Regions from separate parts of the Anser cygnoides genome. Here region 2 is linked to region 1. The links are chromatin contacts, called in public Hi-C maps. All regions are on one chromosome and are shown on one strand. Each heading gives the region's core, a stretch centred on a gene start, on an enhancer-like site or on the middle of the called end of the contact. The rest is flanking DNA. Distances are from core to core; before and after follow the strand shown. Region 1 holds the start of VAC14 (VAC14 component of PIKFYVE complex). Region 2 holds the start of PDPR (pyruvate dehydrogenase phosphatase regulatory subunit).

Region 1 (7,647 bases), core at 1,834-4,333:
CCACTTGTGGCCATGGGTGCCTGGGGTCACAGTGCCGTGTTCAGACCCATCCTGGGGGGCTCTTCTGGGGTGCTGGCTCCCTCTGCTTGGTGCAGGGAGGAGGAGAGGGGCTGTGGCATTCCCCCCATATCCTACGGGAGTCCTTCCTGCTGACCTTCCTCGCCTCCTCCTCACCCCCAGGTTCCTCGTGGTGACAGACATACTCAAACCAGAGAACCTGGAGAGTGGTTCCGTGCTGCGTGGGCTGGAGTACATTGACGTGCCTGGCTCCGACAAGAAGGACTACAAGCTCACCTTCCTCTCCTACAAGGAGGGCGTCTTTAACACAATGGTAAACGCGGACACCAGGCTGCAGAGTCCTTCGAGGGTCTCCTTGGGGTCTTTCAAGGGGCTTTTTGCTCCCTGAGAAGCCCCGTGCCTGTTTTCACACCTCCAAGTGCCAAACGTGGGGCTGTAGGTCCTGGGTGGCCACCGAACAGCAGGCACCTCCACCTTGCACTGTCGCTCTCAGTGCGGGTCCCCTTGAGGGCTGTGTAGCACTGGTGGGTCAGGGCATTGGTGAGGGGGAAGCAGTTGGAGAACACAAAGTGGAAATGCCTTGCGCTCCTCCTAGGTGGCTGCTGTGGCTGTTGTGGAGGCAGGGTGCTGAGCTGCAGGGCTCTGCAGGCCGGCCTAGCACAGCTGGGGGGGGGTTATCTGCAAAACAACCAGCACTTCCCTTTTTTTCTCCAATCCAGGTGACCTTCCTCAACGAGGCGACCGAGGAGTACTTGTTTTACATGATCACTTTCAAGGCCACGGCACCAGGACCCGTCGGCACCGTTGAAGTGAGCGCCGCTGTGCGGCAGAGCGTGTCTTCTGCCGTCAGGGTGGACAACCCGCTGGCCGTCCCAGTGGTGTTCGACGTCGACTGCAAAGTGCCTGACGTCAGCGTCCCCCCGCACTTCACTGTGCCTGCCCAGGCAGAGGTTGGTGCCCACCCCACCCAGCTGCTCCCCGCAGCCCTTCTGGGAGAGAAACAGGGGGCTGCTCTCCGAGGGTGGCAGCTCCCACCGCTAATCTGAAGGGACAGAAGCATGTGAGAGTGTCTCTGGTGGGAATTGCCCTGCACTGATGCTCTTTGCACCCCTCGTGATGTGCAAAACCAGAAGTCGGTGTCCCTCAGGCCATCCTGAGAGTGTGACTGCCCTGTGCCCCCCCCTGATCGCTCTTCTTGGGGCCAGGCCCCATGCAGGGCCACTGGGGTCTCCTGTGTCCTCACGAGCACTGTGCTCGATGGATGGGCTGGGTCAGGCCGCCCAGCTGTCCTGAGAACTGCTGGAAACACTGAAAAAGACAAAAATACTGCTCTAATAGCACTGAAACACGAGTGTGGATGTATGGAGGTGGGGGTTTCGGGCTGGTTTCCCAAGAAAGCTGCTGGGGCAGCCCTGCAGGTCGCTGTGCATGCCAGCCTGTCCTCCCTAACTCGAATTTGGCAGTGTGCTGCAATAGGGACGTGGTGTGTGAGCACAGCAGGGGCATGGCTGCTAGAGCCTGCTAAAGCAGGAGCCACGGTGAGGGGCCGGCTGTTAGTTGTGCCCCTTGGGAGCCGCCTGCACTGCCTCCCAGCACGGCCTGAGCACACCCAGGGCTGCTTTCCCCCGTCCTCTGCCTGAGCCCGTGGCTTTTCCCTTTGTCCCTCCCAGGCTGATCTTGTTTTCGAGTACCGGCCCCTGAAGGTGGGCGAGAGCACCGGGCGCCTGATGCTCCACAGCAGCGACTTGGGCTCGTGCCACTACGAGCTGAGCCTGAAAGCCACCCCCAGCAAGCCGGAGAAGCCACTCTACTTCTGCACCACGCTGGGCTCTAACCAGACCCTCACCGCCAAAGTCATGAACTACAGCCGTCAGAAGACAGACTACGTCCTCCAGGTGAGCCCAGCACGCTCTGGGGGAGGGAGGGAGCCCAGCCGGTCTCCTTGCAGACCTCCCCTGCTGCCCTTTAGGGTCCCACAGTGCCTGGACTCCCACTTCGCTGCTGGAGCCAGGGATTTTGGTCCCCCAGGGCTTGGCTGTAGGGTTGTCCCTTTGGGGCACGTTTGGGCAGACCCTATGGGTGGTCAGCAGGGACACGGTGAGGGAACTGGGAAGTCAGGGGCAGGAAAGGGAAAGCGTGATGCAGTCGGGAACCTTGATTTGTTTGTTCCCTGCTCTTTATATTCTCATCCCCCAAGCTCTGCTTTTGTGACCCCCTCCCCGTCTCTTCTGCCCCCCGCACAGACCGACTGCCCCGACTTCCAGACGGAGAAAACCATCAGCATGCCCCCAGCCTGCGCGGGGGGCTCGGAGGTGTGCGTGGAGGTGACCTACGAGCCCTGCCAGCTGGGCGAGTCCCGGGCCACCCTGCAGCTCTCGGGCCCGCCGGGGGGCGAGTACAGCATCCCGCTCTTCGGCCTGGCCCTGCCGCCCAAGCCGCAGGGCCCCTTCCCCATCAAGGCCGGCGGCAGCACCTCCATCCCCTTCAAGAACGTCTTCCTCCAGCCCACGGCCTTCACCTACAGCGTGGAGAACCCGGCCTTCGCCGTCCGGGCCACCGGGACCTTGCGCCCCAAGAAGACCATCTTCATGGCCGTCTCCTTCGAGGGCAGCCCGGGCGGCGGCAGGACCCCCGTCACCAGCCGCCTGGTGGTCTCCTGCCCCCGGGCGGCCGGCGTGGGGCCGGGGGTCTCCTGGGTGTACTACCTGCGGGGCCTCCCCGCGGACAAGTGACCGGGGGCCTCCATGGGGTCCTCCATGGGGATGGAGCTGATTGTGGGCGGCACCACAGCTAACGGGGGGTCACGGCAAATTGGGGGGGGCTTTGGGGGGCTTGCGGGGGGGTTATGGGGGTGTTCTCTGTAATGGTTTGGAATAAAGAGGGCGAGGCATGGAGCGAGGATGGAGATGGAGGCCGGGGGATGGTGGAGGCTGGGTGGAGGCTGGGGGGGGGGTTGGTCCTCCGGCCGCCAGGGGGGGTCCTGAGGAGGGATGGGGGCCACGTGAGGGGTGCTGAGGGTCACGTGAGGGTTGGTGGGGGTCACGTGAGGGGGTGCGGAGGGTTCGGGGGGGGGAGGGAGGGAGGGGGGAGGCCGCCGGTGGTGCCGGTGCCATGAACGCGGAGCGGGACCTGGCGCCGCTGGCGCCCAGCGTGGTGCGGGCGCTGAACGACAAGCTGTACGAGAAGAGGAAGGTGGCGGCGCTGGAGATCGAGAAGTGAGCGGCGGGGGGGGGGGGGACGGGGGGGGGAGGCACCGGGAGACCCCCCCGGGGACACGGGGACCCCCCCCCCGGACCCCTCCGGGCGCGGCGGGTCCCGGCTGCCCCGCGCTGTCCCCGGGGGCTGGGGTCCCGGGGCTGGGCCCGGGGGGATTTGGGGTGGGAGGTGGGTTTGTGCGGGGCGGACCCGGCCCCTTTCTCTGCTCCTCGTCCTCTGCCTCCCCCGGGGGTCGTGTCCCAGCGGGGGTCGTGGCGGACACGCAGGTCGGCCCCCCTCGGCCGGGAGGGGCAGCTCTGCCCCCGCTCGTCCTGCCCCGGGGCCGCGGTTTCCCGATTGCTTTGTGCCACCCCAGATCCGACTGGGGACCTGCTGATGGGGCTGAGCGCCCAACGAGGGAAGGGTGCCAGGGGGAGGAAGCCAAGGGGCAGCCCCTTTGTGGGGGTGCCTGGGTTTAGGTCAGCCCAGACCTGCGGTGGAGCAGCACCGTGCAAGGATGGACTCAGCACACTGGTCGGGTGCCTCCCAGCCCCGTGCCCCATAAAAGTAGCTCCTGCTCCCTGGCCCTGTGCATTGCCCGTTGGGTGCCTCCCACAGCCCCGAGCCCGTTAAACCCCGAGGGGCATAAAGCTGGCGCTCCCCAAACAAGAACCCCGCCGCGCTCCCTGAATCCCGGCGGTAAGGGGCTGCCTCCGTGCTGCTGGGGCTCGGTGCGCGTTCCTCCTGCTGGATGGAGCCTGCGGCTGGGCTCAGACCGGAGTCGGAGCCATTCGCCTGGAATCAGCGGGTTTGGAGAGGGGCTTGTCTGCCACTGCTGAAAAACTCAGCTCCTGAGTGGAGCAGAGCAAGGGGCTTCGTGATGACGCTGAAGGAGGAGGAGGACAGCTGCTTTGCTCACAGCAGGGCGAGAAGAGCACTGGTAATAATCATTTGGGGGAAAAAGAGGTCATAAATATCTTCTAGAATGATTTTCTGTGTTACAAAGCGGATAGTTGGGCAGTGGCACTTGACTAGAAGGGGGCAGCGTGAGATTTCCCAGCCCCTCGGCCCCTGTCTGGCTCCCCAGGATTAAAACATGAGGGGTGTCTGGGCAAAATCCTGAGCGTCAGAATTTCCCAAATCTAGTACAGCAGGAAAAAAAAAATATATATATATATATATGAAGTTTGGCATTGGAAATCTTTGTACCTCCATCAAAGATTAAAATAGGGATCCTTACTTAGGCTGAGATGCTGAGGCCCGTGGGCCCGCTCCGTGTGCAGAAATCAAAGGGAATAAAAAGGGAAAAGTTTTGGGGCTGCATTGGCCGGGAATCGAACCCGGGCCTCCCGCGTGGCAGGCGAGAATTCTACCACTGAACCACCAATGCCCAGCTGCGTGCAGCTGCCTCGCGCCCGCGCCCTGAGGGTTCGGTGGGAGCAGCCCCCAGGTGCGGGGGTCACTGAGCCCCCCACTGAAAGCTGGTGCGGTAAGCAGCTCCAGGGAGAGGCAGGTATTTCATGGGGAGGCCCCGTCTGCTTGTCTGTAGTTGTGCAGCGCGTTTTGTTAAAAAATCCAAGAGGAACGTCCGCTGAAGCAACGGGTGGCGGGGAAGGTCCCAAATCTCCACGCTGGGCACACATCTGGTGGGAAATAATTCTCCGCTGAGCCGTCAGCGTGCTGTGCCATCGTCTCGTGCCGTGTCGGGGGCAAATGACCCTTATATCCTGTGGGACAGCGCGTGTCCTGGTTGAACAACGTCCTTGCCACTTCCTCAAATGGCTCTTGGGTTTGTGGCAGTGACGTGGAGCTTGCCGGCCCCCACTGCCCCTCACGAGGTGCTTGGGCTTTAGGAGCGTTGTCCCCGTAAACCAACAGCCCTCAGTGCGAGCACTGCCTCGTCATGGCCCCCTCGGGGGGACTGCTGAGAGGGGAAGGTGGGGTGGGACCTGCTTTGGCCTGCGATGGAAGGTCCTGATGCTGCAGGCAGCTTGTTGAAACGAATTCTTTGTCTGGGACATTGGCCTCGCCGCTTGTGCATGCCCCACTCTCAGTAGCCCCCGGCTCTGTCCCTGTCAGCTCTGCCTTTCAGGGCCGGGTGGCCTGGCAAGCCAGGGCAGCGTGACTGTCAGCATGGACACCGTGGGTCCGAGCCCCCTGGATGCACGATGGATCTATGGCAGCAGCATCGGCCTGAGGCACGGCCCCGTACGGAGCAGGGGACCTGGTGGCTTCTTCTCTGGCCTCTCAGTCCCTTGGGGATGGAAGAAATCCTCCTCCCAGCCTGGTCTGGCATCCAGCCCTTTGAAAGTGCTGCTGTGAGCACGCAGCCCTGGTGAGGGGCCCTTGAGAGCTGATCCTGAGCTGGCTCTGGGCTCTGGTTGCTGGGCCGTGAGCTGCAAACAAGGCTGCAGGCGTGGGTACGGGGTGCCCGGGGGGCTGAGGGCAGCAGGAGGGCAGCGAGCTGCTGGTGAGCATGAGCAGGAAGAGCTCTGCGCGGCCAGAGGGGGTTTCACTTGTGCTCTTTCCAAACCTTCCCCTTTTTGCTACCTCTTCTTCGAGTGCTGTACCCACAGCTCCACATCCCCGTTTCTGCTGGCCACGGGAAGCTGAGCCCCCAGGCGTTTACATCAGGCAAAATCTAAATCTTCCTGCTGTCCTCTTCTCCCCCCAGGCTGGTGCGCGAGTTCGTGGCTCAGAACAACACGTCTCAGATCAAGCACGTCATCCAGATCCTGTCGCAGGAGTTCGCGCTCTCCCAGCACCCCCACAGCCGGAAAGGGGGGCTCATCGGCCTGGCCGCCTGCTCCATCGCCCTGGGCAAGGTAGGGATGAGCGTTTTTTGGCTCGTGCACGCCGCAGAGGGACAGAAACTGCTCCGTGTGCTGCGTTAATTAGCCTTAGTGACGACTTTCTGTGGGACCCGATGGAGGTTTCACTTGCTGCCCGCTCGGTCCAGCCTTGGAGGCGTTACCACAGGTGCCCTTTGTGGGGAAAGCTGCCTGCTCCTGTCCCAGTTAAGGGTTTCCCCTCTCACTTTACTCTCATTACAAAGAACAAGCTCAGTAAGTTGCCTTCAGGTCAGAGCACCCAGATCCCCGCTGAGGGCAGCACGGGCTCGGAGCTCCGTCGGGCTTTTCGCTTACACCACGGGGTGATTTTGGAAAGTGCCCGCAAGGGAAGGAGTCAGCTTGGAACATGGCAGGGCACATGCCAGAGGCAGCTCGGAGCTTGGTAGGAGCTGACTGTCCCTACTAGAGCAGCTGAGAGGTGTAACTTATTCACTTAATCCCCTTCTGATGAGAGTTTTGTTCATTTAATCCCCTTCTTCTGATCAGCTGAAACGGCTGCTTTGAGGCCTGGCATCTTTGGCATTAGCTGCCTTTAAGCTGACGGCCACGTGGCTCTGGGCAGCGCTCCTGTCTTCATCCTGTTGTTAAAGCCCAGAGCCTCTTCCCAAAACACTCCTCTCCAGGATCTCTGCTCTGGTGTCAGCCCCAAAAGGTCCCCAGAGCACAGCCTGGGAGTGTACCCCTTGCTCAGTGCATGCTGCTGGAGCAGCCGGCCCTGAGGGACGGAGGAGTCGGGTTTGGTGGCCTTGAGGGGCGCCGATAAGCACCTTAATCTGCCCGTCTGCACGCTGTCGACTTCCTTACCATCTCCTGTGCTGGATGCTCGAGAAACGCCAGGTCAGTTCCCCCACGTGGGTTTGTTTTAACCTGAAAACGAGCCCACCTCCTGCCTCCACCTGTGTGCCTGGAACTCCTGCTGCGCCGGTGAACCCTGAAGCCTTTTGGGCTGGGGCTGGTCCCTCAGGGGCAGAGTCAAGTTCTGCCTGGCGTGGCTCCTTCATGCTGCAGCCTGTCCTGCAGCATGTAAAACTACGAGTGTGCTCTCTGGGAGAGCGAGGCTGCGCCGATCTCTCCTGGGAATGAGAGCCCCAGAGCTGCTTCAGGTAGCAGCCAGCTCTGAGAGCTGTCTGTAAGCAGCCACACGCACCCAATCTGTCCGTTTCTGGGACCCATGGTGGTGCCACCTCTTCCCTCTCCCTGTGGCGTGCTCCTCAGCTAAGCAGTCTCCTCCTGCCCCCAGGACTCCGGGCTCTACCTGAAGGAGCTGATCGAGCCAGTGCTGACGTGTTTCAACGACGCCGACAGTCGGCTGCGGTACTACGCTTGTGAGGCCCTCTACAACATCGTGAAGGTGGCCAGAGGCTCTGTCCTTCCGCACTTCAACGTACTCTTTGATGGCCTCAGCAAGGTAAGGAGCTTCCTCTAAGCCCCCACGCGTTTCTCATTTCTTTACTGGAAAAGTAAAGCCTCTTTCCTAGGCCTCTTCTTCCCTGAGTCAGACAAACCAAGCTGGCCAAGGTCATCTTTTCAGGTAAACTGGTTCGCTTTGACCAGGCAGGTCTGAAGGACTGCCCAAACGGTT
Region 2 (7,647 bases), core at 3,171-5,670, 160 kb after region 1:
GCGCCACTTGCTTCGGGGTGATAATTTCACACGGGATCCCCATTACACTGCCACAGAACACAAGGAAAACGTCGTTAGTGTTGCAGGAGAGTTGATGCAAACTTAAAATCAGTTTTATTTCCTGCTTATACGTACTTCAGCGATGAAGCAATGCGTTTCAGAGAGATTAGGCGGTCCTGAGTCTGAGCCAGTGAAATAGAGCCTGTCTTCATGTACCCTATGACAATCACCAAAGTCAAGTCAGATTTGGACAGGATCTTGAATTCCTTTTAATTTCAGACCCATTGCTTTAATTAATCGCAGACCCGGTGCTTCCACTACTCAAGAGCCAGGAAACCCCAGATCCCCACGTAACTTTAGATATTTATCAGTTAGCAATCAAGAACTGCATTAGTCAACTTTTCCAAAAAGCACTTCAGTTTTGACTTGGGCTCTAATTCTCCTTTGCACTGCATTTATTCATGCTTATAAAAGAAAGTCCACATACGGTACCTGTTAAACGAGAGGAGAGGTTACTGGCAAAAAGGTGAAAATGTGGTCGAATACATAGAAAAATAAAACCTCAACAACTAAAAGCAGACATTTTGTGACTCCACCACCTGTAATAGTTTAATAGTAACCTTAATTACAGGCACATTTAATAATCCATGTTGAGTTTGACGTGTATCACAAGTCTTTGCCAGCAGCAAACTTTCAGTGCTCAAGTTTTTCATCCCAGGTGCGTGCCTGAGCATTTTGGAGGAAGAGTTAGAATTTCAACGTATTTCCTTCAATATTTCCAGGGTGAGACTAGAGTAAAATATCTTGCTTTGCCTGGGCTTTAGAGCTTCTGTTAAGCTTTTTGTATTTTTGAGAAGTGAAACAGTGCAGAATATGGGTCACTCGCTCTCATCTCTTTTTAGTGTCCTTGTGAAAAAAAATCACCTACGTTTGTCCAAGCTACAGACGGCAGTTTGCAGGCAGGCTGCCTCCAGTTTGAGCACCTGATACCCTTCCTCCCCCTCTTCCAGTCAGATCAGTGATGTTCCTTTGCATCTGATTCGGCCCAAATACATCATTTTTTTGAGCAGGAACCAGCAGCACTTAAGACACCTACTTGAGGGCCAGCACTTCGATCCGACCTCCCAAGGGTTACGCAGTGCTCACCCCTCAGTACCTGTCTGTACGCCCGTCTCTTGCTCCAGCTGCTGGTACAGCTTGTTGGAGTAGTCTGCCATCTTCAGCTCGATGGACACGTGCCTGGCCGTGCTCACGATGCCGGCACAGAAGCGGGTGGTACCAGCAGCCAGCCTGCAAGAGAAGTTTAAAGAAGGCCTCAGCCGGCTGACGGGCAGGGAAGCAAGCCCAGCTCCGCAGCAGGCTGCCCCTGCTGGTTTCCGACAGCACCGAACGCCCACCCGCTGCCCCCCGCGCCCACCAGACCACGACTGCTCCCTTTGTCAACCTGGCAAGCTAAATACCACCACAGTCAACTTGAAAATCAGTTCTGCCCCTCAGGAGAAGGCCGCTGCACGTGAGAAACCCCAAAGCCGTACGGTGGCTGACGCAGGGATAACACAACCTCAGGAGCGCTTTTGCCTTACCTCGCTTTTGGAAGCACGTTCTGTTTCAAACCCACTTCTCTCTAACTTGTCCTAAACGCTTGCATCTTTCAAAGAAAGCGCTTAAAAAGTTAGCTTATGGTCAAGCCAACCTGCCTACCCGATCCCTTCTTTCTCCAAAGGCGGGCTTCCCTCAGTGCAAAATTAACTTGGATTTCTTTGAGCCTCGCATCTTTGCAGTTTGCACCAAGCCCCTCTGAGCGTGCAGCAATTACACAGACGCACTTATCGCTTTGCCCTTCAGGCACTGCCCACCCAGCTACCTGGGGAAGGGCTTCCATGGCGAGACCTATAAAAAGCTCTGCAGCACAGTCACATTTAAGCATTTCTCTCCCGCTACTTCCGCACCACTTGTAGCCACCTTCCCTGCTGCTAAAGCCACCCCGCGCTGCTCCGCCGGCCCGTGCGAGCCTTCCACGCGCTGACTTTTGGCCTCACAACGCACCCTCACGAAACCCAACACGAGAATCAGCTGCGTAAGGCGTTCGCTTTGCTACGCCCCTACCCGGTCACAGCCAAAACAGCTGCAGCGCGGCTTTACCCGGGCTCACCATAATTTTAAACCGCTCCTGGTAACGCAGTGCTCTTTTCACTTGGGAACACGCGTGGACTGAGCTCAGAGACCTCAGAGGGAGAATTCCCTCTCCTGGCAGCTGCCGAGAGCCTGACGCTTCCCAGCCAGGCGAAGCCAAGCAGCCGGAGCTCCTTGCTCCTGACAGCGGCACCGGGGGAAGCTCTGAGCTTCCAGCCCCAAAGGTCTCAGCTCTGCATCGTGCCCTAGGCCCCAAAATGCTTAATGAAAGCACCGAGAATTCACTTCCAAACCAAGAACCCAGACAACAGGCACGGGCTGGGCAGTCAGCTTCCAACAAGACCTACGTGCTCTGCCACAGGCTTCGCATCCAACTCACCGAGGAGCGCACAAAGCCTTCTTCTAGCTTGTGCTCGGCCAAACCCCACCAGAGCTGGCTGCTTCACGGGCACGGAGCCCTGCAGCAGACCAAGCAGGCAGCCCAAGCCTTGAAGCAGCCTACAGGGGGGGGTCTGGCCATGACTGCACATAACCTCCCCATTTCCTGCAGCTGAGCTCCACTGTGACACTTCACACGTGTCCCATCCCGCTAGCAGAGAGGAGCAGCAGGGGCTGGGTGACCTGTGCAGACCTTTAGGTCTGTTAAAACGGCCCGTCTCTCCAAGCCACGCTGCGTTTCACGCGATTACCTGCGAGTAAAGCACTGACAGACGTGGCTGGAGCTGCTGGCTTAGCCAGACCTCTTGGGCCACCCGTACCGGCAGCTGTCCTGACCTCTGGAGCTCAGATCTGCACGGATGGGCGGGAGGTAAATCGAAACCTTCAAATACGCATCCAGGGGCACAAAAAACCACAAGCACCTTCGCTGACTCCACTGTTTCCCACGCCTACATGCAAGTACCTCCAAACATTCGTGGCTGGGAGTCCGCAGAGAAGTTCAGGTGAAGAAAATATCCTCTGCTTCTCCGCCTAGGAGTCAGCTGAGAACTTAGCTGCACTGTAATTGTGGCTGAGCACAAGCTCAGCGTGAGAAACAAGAACGCTCAGATTTCAGATCCTTAGTTTGTGACCTCTTGTCTCACACGGAGGCGGGGATGGAGGCTTTGTCTTCGCAGCGCGCATTACCAAAACACCCCAAAACACCGGGTTTTGGTAGCAGAGGCCAGCAGGGGCGGCCCCTGTGAGAAGGGGTCGGGGCTGTCCCATTCCAAACACTGCCACTTCCAGGCAGCTCCCAAACACACCCCCAGCAGGGCACAGCTGGGCCCTCAGCAGCACCTCTAGGAAGGCAGACTGACGGGCAACAAACACCAGCGGGATGGAGGAGGAGGAGCGAAAAGAAAAAAAAACAAGGAAGAGACAGAGAAACCCCAAGGACAGAGGAGGAGAAGGTGGAGGAGGAGGAGGCCCAGGTGATGGTGCAGGCATTCCCTGCTGCCCGAGGAAGGCCCCGCACCAGAGCAGACGGATACCTCCAGAGGAACCGCAGCCCCTGGACAGCGTTTCTCTGAAGGATGCAGCCCAGGGCAGAGCCCACAGGGGACCAGGACAAAAGCAGGAGAGGGAGAAGCCACCGTGAACCCCTCGCCCCCCCCCTCAGATGCGCATCTCTCAGGGGTAGAGGAGGAGACAGAAGGCCGTGTAGGGCAGCAACAAAGCTGAGGACAGGACAGGGGAAAAAGAAAGTTGTTCTTTTAACATTTCTGCTTCTGACTACGCAGATATATTTTGATTATCAACAAACCCAATTTATTTCCCCTATGCTTATCTATTTTACCCGTAGCAGCGTAGGGCCACCCATGGCCCTGCAGGCCTGCCCTGTGCCGTGAAGAAGCACCGAGCCCCGTAAGCGATGGTCAGCACAAACCTACCCCACGGCTGCAGCACTCAGCAGAGGCAGAAATAGCAGAAACGGCCTAAGTGCCTACAGAAACGGCAGGAATGGCAGAAACGCCTACAGAAACGCCCCGCTCCAGCCGGCGCCGCCGCCCGCAGCCCCTACCTGCCCTGCTCCAGCAGCACCACGTCCCTCCAGCCCAGCCTGGCGAGGTGGTAGGCCACCGAGGCGCCCACCACGCCGCCGCCGCACACCACCACCCGCGCCTGGCCCGGCAGCGGGGCCGGCGGCGGCTCGGCGGCCGCTGAGGTGCTCCGCGGGCAGCGGGCGGCCCCGCTCCACCGGGGGGCGGCCGGGCGCCACCGCACGTCGGACAGCAGCCGCAGGAACATGGCGGCGGCCCTCGGCCGGGGGGAGGGGGGGGGGGGGGGGGGCAGCACCGGGCCCGGCGGCCCCTCACGGCCCCGCACCGGGCGGCGGAGGCCCCGCTGACCTTCCGCGCTTTACGGCAGGCGGCCGCCGCGCTTTACGGCAGGCGGGACGCGGCGCGACAGTCGTCCTGCGCCGTGCGGCACGGCCCGGCGCGGGGCGCAGGGGGCGGAGCTACTCCCCTCTGAGCCCCGCCCCCTAGCGGCATGGCTCCGCCCCCTAGCGCATAACCCCGCCCCCCGGCAATGGCTCCGCCCCCTCTCCTCCCGCCCCCGCCCCCGCCCCCTCCCCGCGAGGCCCCGACAGGAATTTTACCTCAGGAGTGCCCCCAACGGGTGCGTGAAGGGGACCACCGCTCGCTATTTCCTGAACTGTTCTACAAACATTGTGGAAAACGGCGATTTTTTCTCTCAGTTCCACCTCACAGCCTGAGGGGTTCGCCCCTTCTCCCCTCAAGAAATAGGTGCCCTCACAGCATCCCACCCCAAGGGGAAATTAGGACATGAAAACGGGGTGCAGGCTGATGTTTGGGTTTTTCCACCACTAATGGGGTGCTCCTGGGGCTCCCCCGCAGGCACCCAAAGGTGCACGGAGGCTTTTCCCAGTGAGCTCAATGAACGTGTTTAGTTCCCATATAACGTGACCCAGAAGCGACGACTCAAAAAAATGTGAACACAACAAGTAAAAACCTGCAGACTCTTTTTATTAAATTCTCCCATTTCATCTGTACAGAAAAAATGCACATTATGTTCAGAATCTCAGTAACATCTCAAAATTACACAGCATGAACATGTAAAAAAACAAGGAACGGCCAGGATTTTATACACAGAAAGGAAAACAATTTACAAAAAAAAGTCTTGTTAATGTCACATTTAAAGAAAAAAAACCGAAAACCTAAGTTCAAACAGCTTTTGCTGTACAATATGAATTCATTGGGTCTGTTTTGTACACTATTCGGGGAGGCTTGCAGTATCATCCCTACACACTAACCGGAGCTCACTACGTGCGCCTGCGTGATCCCCCTCTTACCCTCCCCTACAAACACCTCTAATTTCTCTGGTACTTTTTCCAGTCCAACACAAACATTAGTCACAGTTTCTGATCACATCCATTCAGCACAAGTGTCAAAGCATAATCTACGGGCGAAAGTCACACCTTTCCCTTTTCCTCTATTTTTAGTATTTTCCAAGCTGACAGCTACACAAGCACTTCTATTTAGTAAATATACTGGGGGCCGGGGGGGGAATGTGGCGGGATTTCTGGGTGTAACGATCCACCCAGGAATAGATCTTTTGCTCTTGATCAGCTACAATATTAAATTCAGATGTTCTGGAAAGAGAGAACAGCAATCTGCTTCTCACCAGGATGTGGCAATATATTATTATTATTCCGTCCCACATAGGCAAGTCTGCAGGTAGCATTCAGGAACCGTTCGGTGGATATGAAGCAGAATCCTAACAGTATAGGATAGAAACAGCTGTACCAATCTAATTCTTGTTTTTGTGTGAGAACTGGGTCCCCTCTATCAGAGTATGCCCTCACACAGTAACTCACGAGCGGAGGTGAGCAGTTTTGGCCTCCAAGGGGAAAGACTGCACAAAGACCAGTACCTGGGAGCTGCTTTTAAGGTTCGAAAGCCCGTGCTCAGTAGTGTGTTTTCATACAAACCACCACTAAAGCTGTTTTGAGTCCACAGAATGGTATTTTAATAGGGGCAGAAGTGCTAGATGAAATGTTCTGATTCCATACCACACTCATGCACTCGCACACACACACCTCAAAACTACCTTTTTTAAACAAAGCTGACAAAGTTAAAAAAAAAAAACAAAAACTACTACAATCTTCTTTCAACTAAATAATAAAGTTGTGTTTTAACAGAAGTCACCATCCAACTTGAACACACTTCCTCTACAACGTTATCAGATTCAAGTGATCTCTGGCTTATCACATCGCTTCACCACGGTACCCACCCACGAAAAGTTCCTGTACTCGGAGACTCGCGTACTGCTGCGTCCTTCGGTCCTCTCCCTTATTCTCATACGATGCGCTTACTGTGGATTCTTTCAGAGCGAGCTTGACTGTATTTGCATGGATCTTTACATGCCAGATTCTGGGTGAAATGCTTACATTTTATTACGGGATTATTTGAGCTCCATCAGGGCTTTTTCAACCCTCTTCAGTGAGGCAGACACAGCTGAGGTTACTTGAAGTGCCAGGAATTTTGTTCCTACCCACATCAGTTACTACAACAGCCTGAATGACAGAAGCAAGGCAGGAGAATCCAACGTTGAAACGAAGCAAAAGGACTTGATTAGACCCACTGGATAAACAATAAATACAATTATTTCTTAAGGTCAACGAGAATGCACACTAACCGGCTAGCTGGAGCGCAGTAACGAGGTGCATGTTGTGCACAGCCCTCCTTACCCATGTCATCTAAACACATGCTACCGCTCAGAAACACAGCTGAGCCCTCACATCAGGAAGAAAACTGCCCCTAGCAGCAGCTCTCATCTCAACCAGGAGGCTTTGTGGTGGCAAGGAGAAGAGACTCACGCGGCTGCATTGAATCATCCACCGAGCAGTGAGGGTCAGAGAGAGGAAGGGGCACCCCAAGTCCTACTACACCACTGCTCATGGCTGATCACAGTTATTTCTAGTACTTTCCATTAAATCACATAAGTTAAAAAGGCTTCTTTAAAGTCAAGGCAACAGCACAGGTTCGATTCGACAGCCATCGATTTCCCTTCCTGCAGGGGAAAATTGTTACCCGCAGGCAAGATGTGCTGGCAACAGCACCAGCAGGCTATTGTTGGAAGAATACTTGTGTGGGTTTCTGTGATGTTTGAGACCTCTAGATTTTTAGGTATATACATGAATAGGAGGGGAACATTTCCAGATTGGGATTGATAAGTTTCTAGTCACAAAAAAAGAAAAAAAGCAAATTTGGTCATTAGCAGTGTTAGGAGGCCCGATTTTGAAACATGGGGTATAATGCTTAAAGATAAAATGGCCTAGATCATCTGACCAGTGTTACACTATAAAAGGTGGGTCTTCACCCTTATAGTGAGGAAGAACATCTGAGGGAATTGAGCAGAAATTCACTCAATATCCCACCTTTGCTCCACAGGGCCTCCTGGCGCGTGCCCGTACCACCTCTGCACTGAACCCAGTTCCCTGGCGAGCCCACCGACGCTGCAAGAAACACCGTCGACTGCAGACCCCTCGCACAGCAACGCAGGTACCTG

Evidence for each region. A called contact is a pair of places that touch in the nucleus more often than the background predicts.
Region 2: a contact with region 1 is called in a Hi-C map of liver, with 2.0 times the contacts expected there. The contact joins the promoter of PDPR here to the promoter of VAC14 in region 1. A contact is called at or near these places in 2 of 7 Hi-C or Micro-C datasets (granulosa cells and liver).

The regions. Positions count from the first base shown.
Region 1 is chr12:13,126,182-13,133,828 of Taihu_goose_T2T_genome, forward strand. VAC14 (VAC14 component of PIKFYVE complex) reads left to right here and starts at 3,084. Exons shown (of 19, transcript XM_067004264.1): 1 at 3,084-3,233; 2 at 5,888-6,038; 3 at 7,306-7,473. The coding sequence starts at 3,130. HYDIN (HYDIN axonemal central pair apparatus protein) reads left to right here. Exons shown (of 85, transcript XM_067004278.1): 82 at 181-331; 83 at 738-968; 84 at 1,689-1,913; 85 at 2,262-2,834. The coding sequence ends at 2,750. TRNAG-GCC (transfer RNA glycine (anticodon GCC)) reads right to left here and starts at 4,603; the gene lies at 4,533-4,603.
Region 2 is chr12:13,280,712-13,288,358 of Taihu_goose_T2T_genome, forward strand. It overlaps PDPR (pyruvate dehydrogenase phosphatase regulatory subunit), which reads right to left and starts at 4,421. Exons shown (of 17, transcript XM_067004207.1): 1 at 4,136-4,421; 2 at 1,157-1,290; 3 at 136-217; 4 at 1-47. The coding sequence starts at 4,362. It overlaps GLG1 (golgi glycoprotein 1), which reads right to left. Exons shown (of 26, transcript XM_067004647.1): 26 at 5,463-7,647.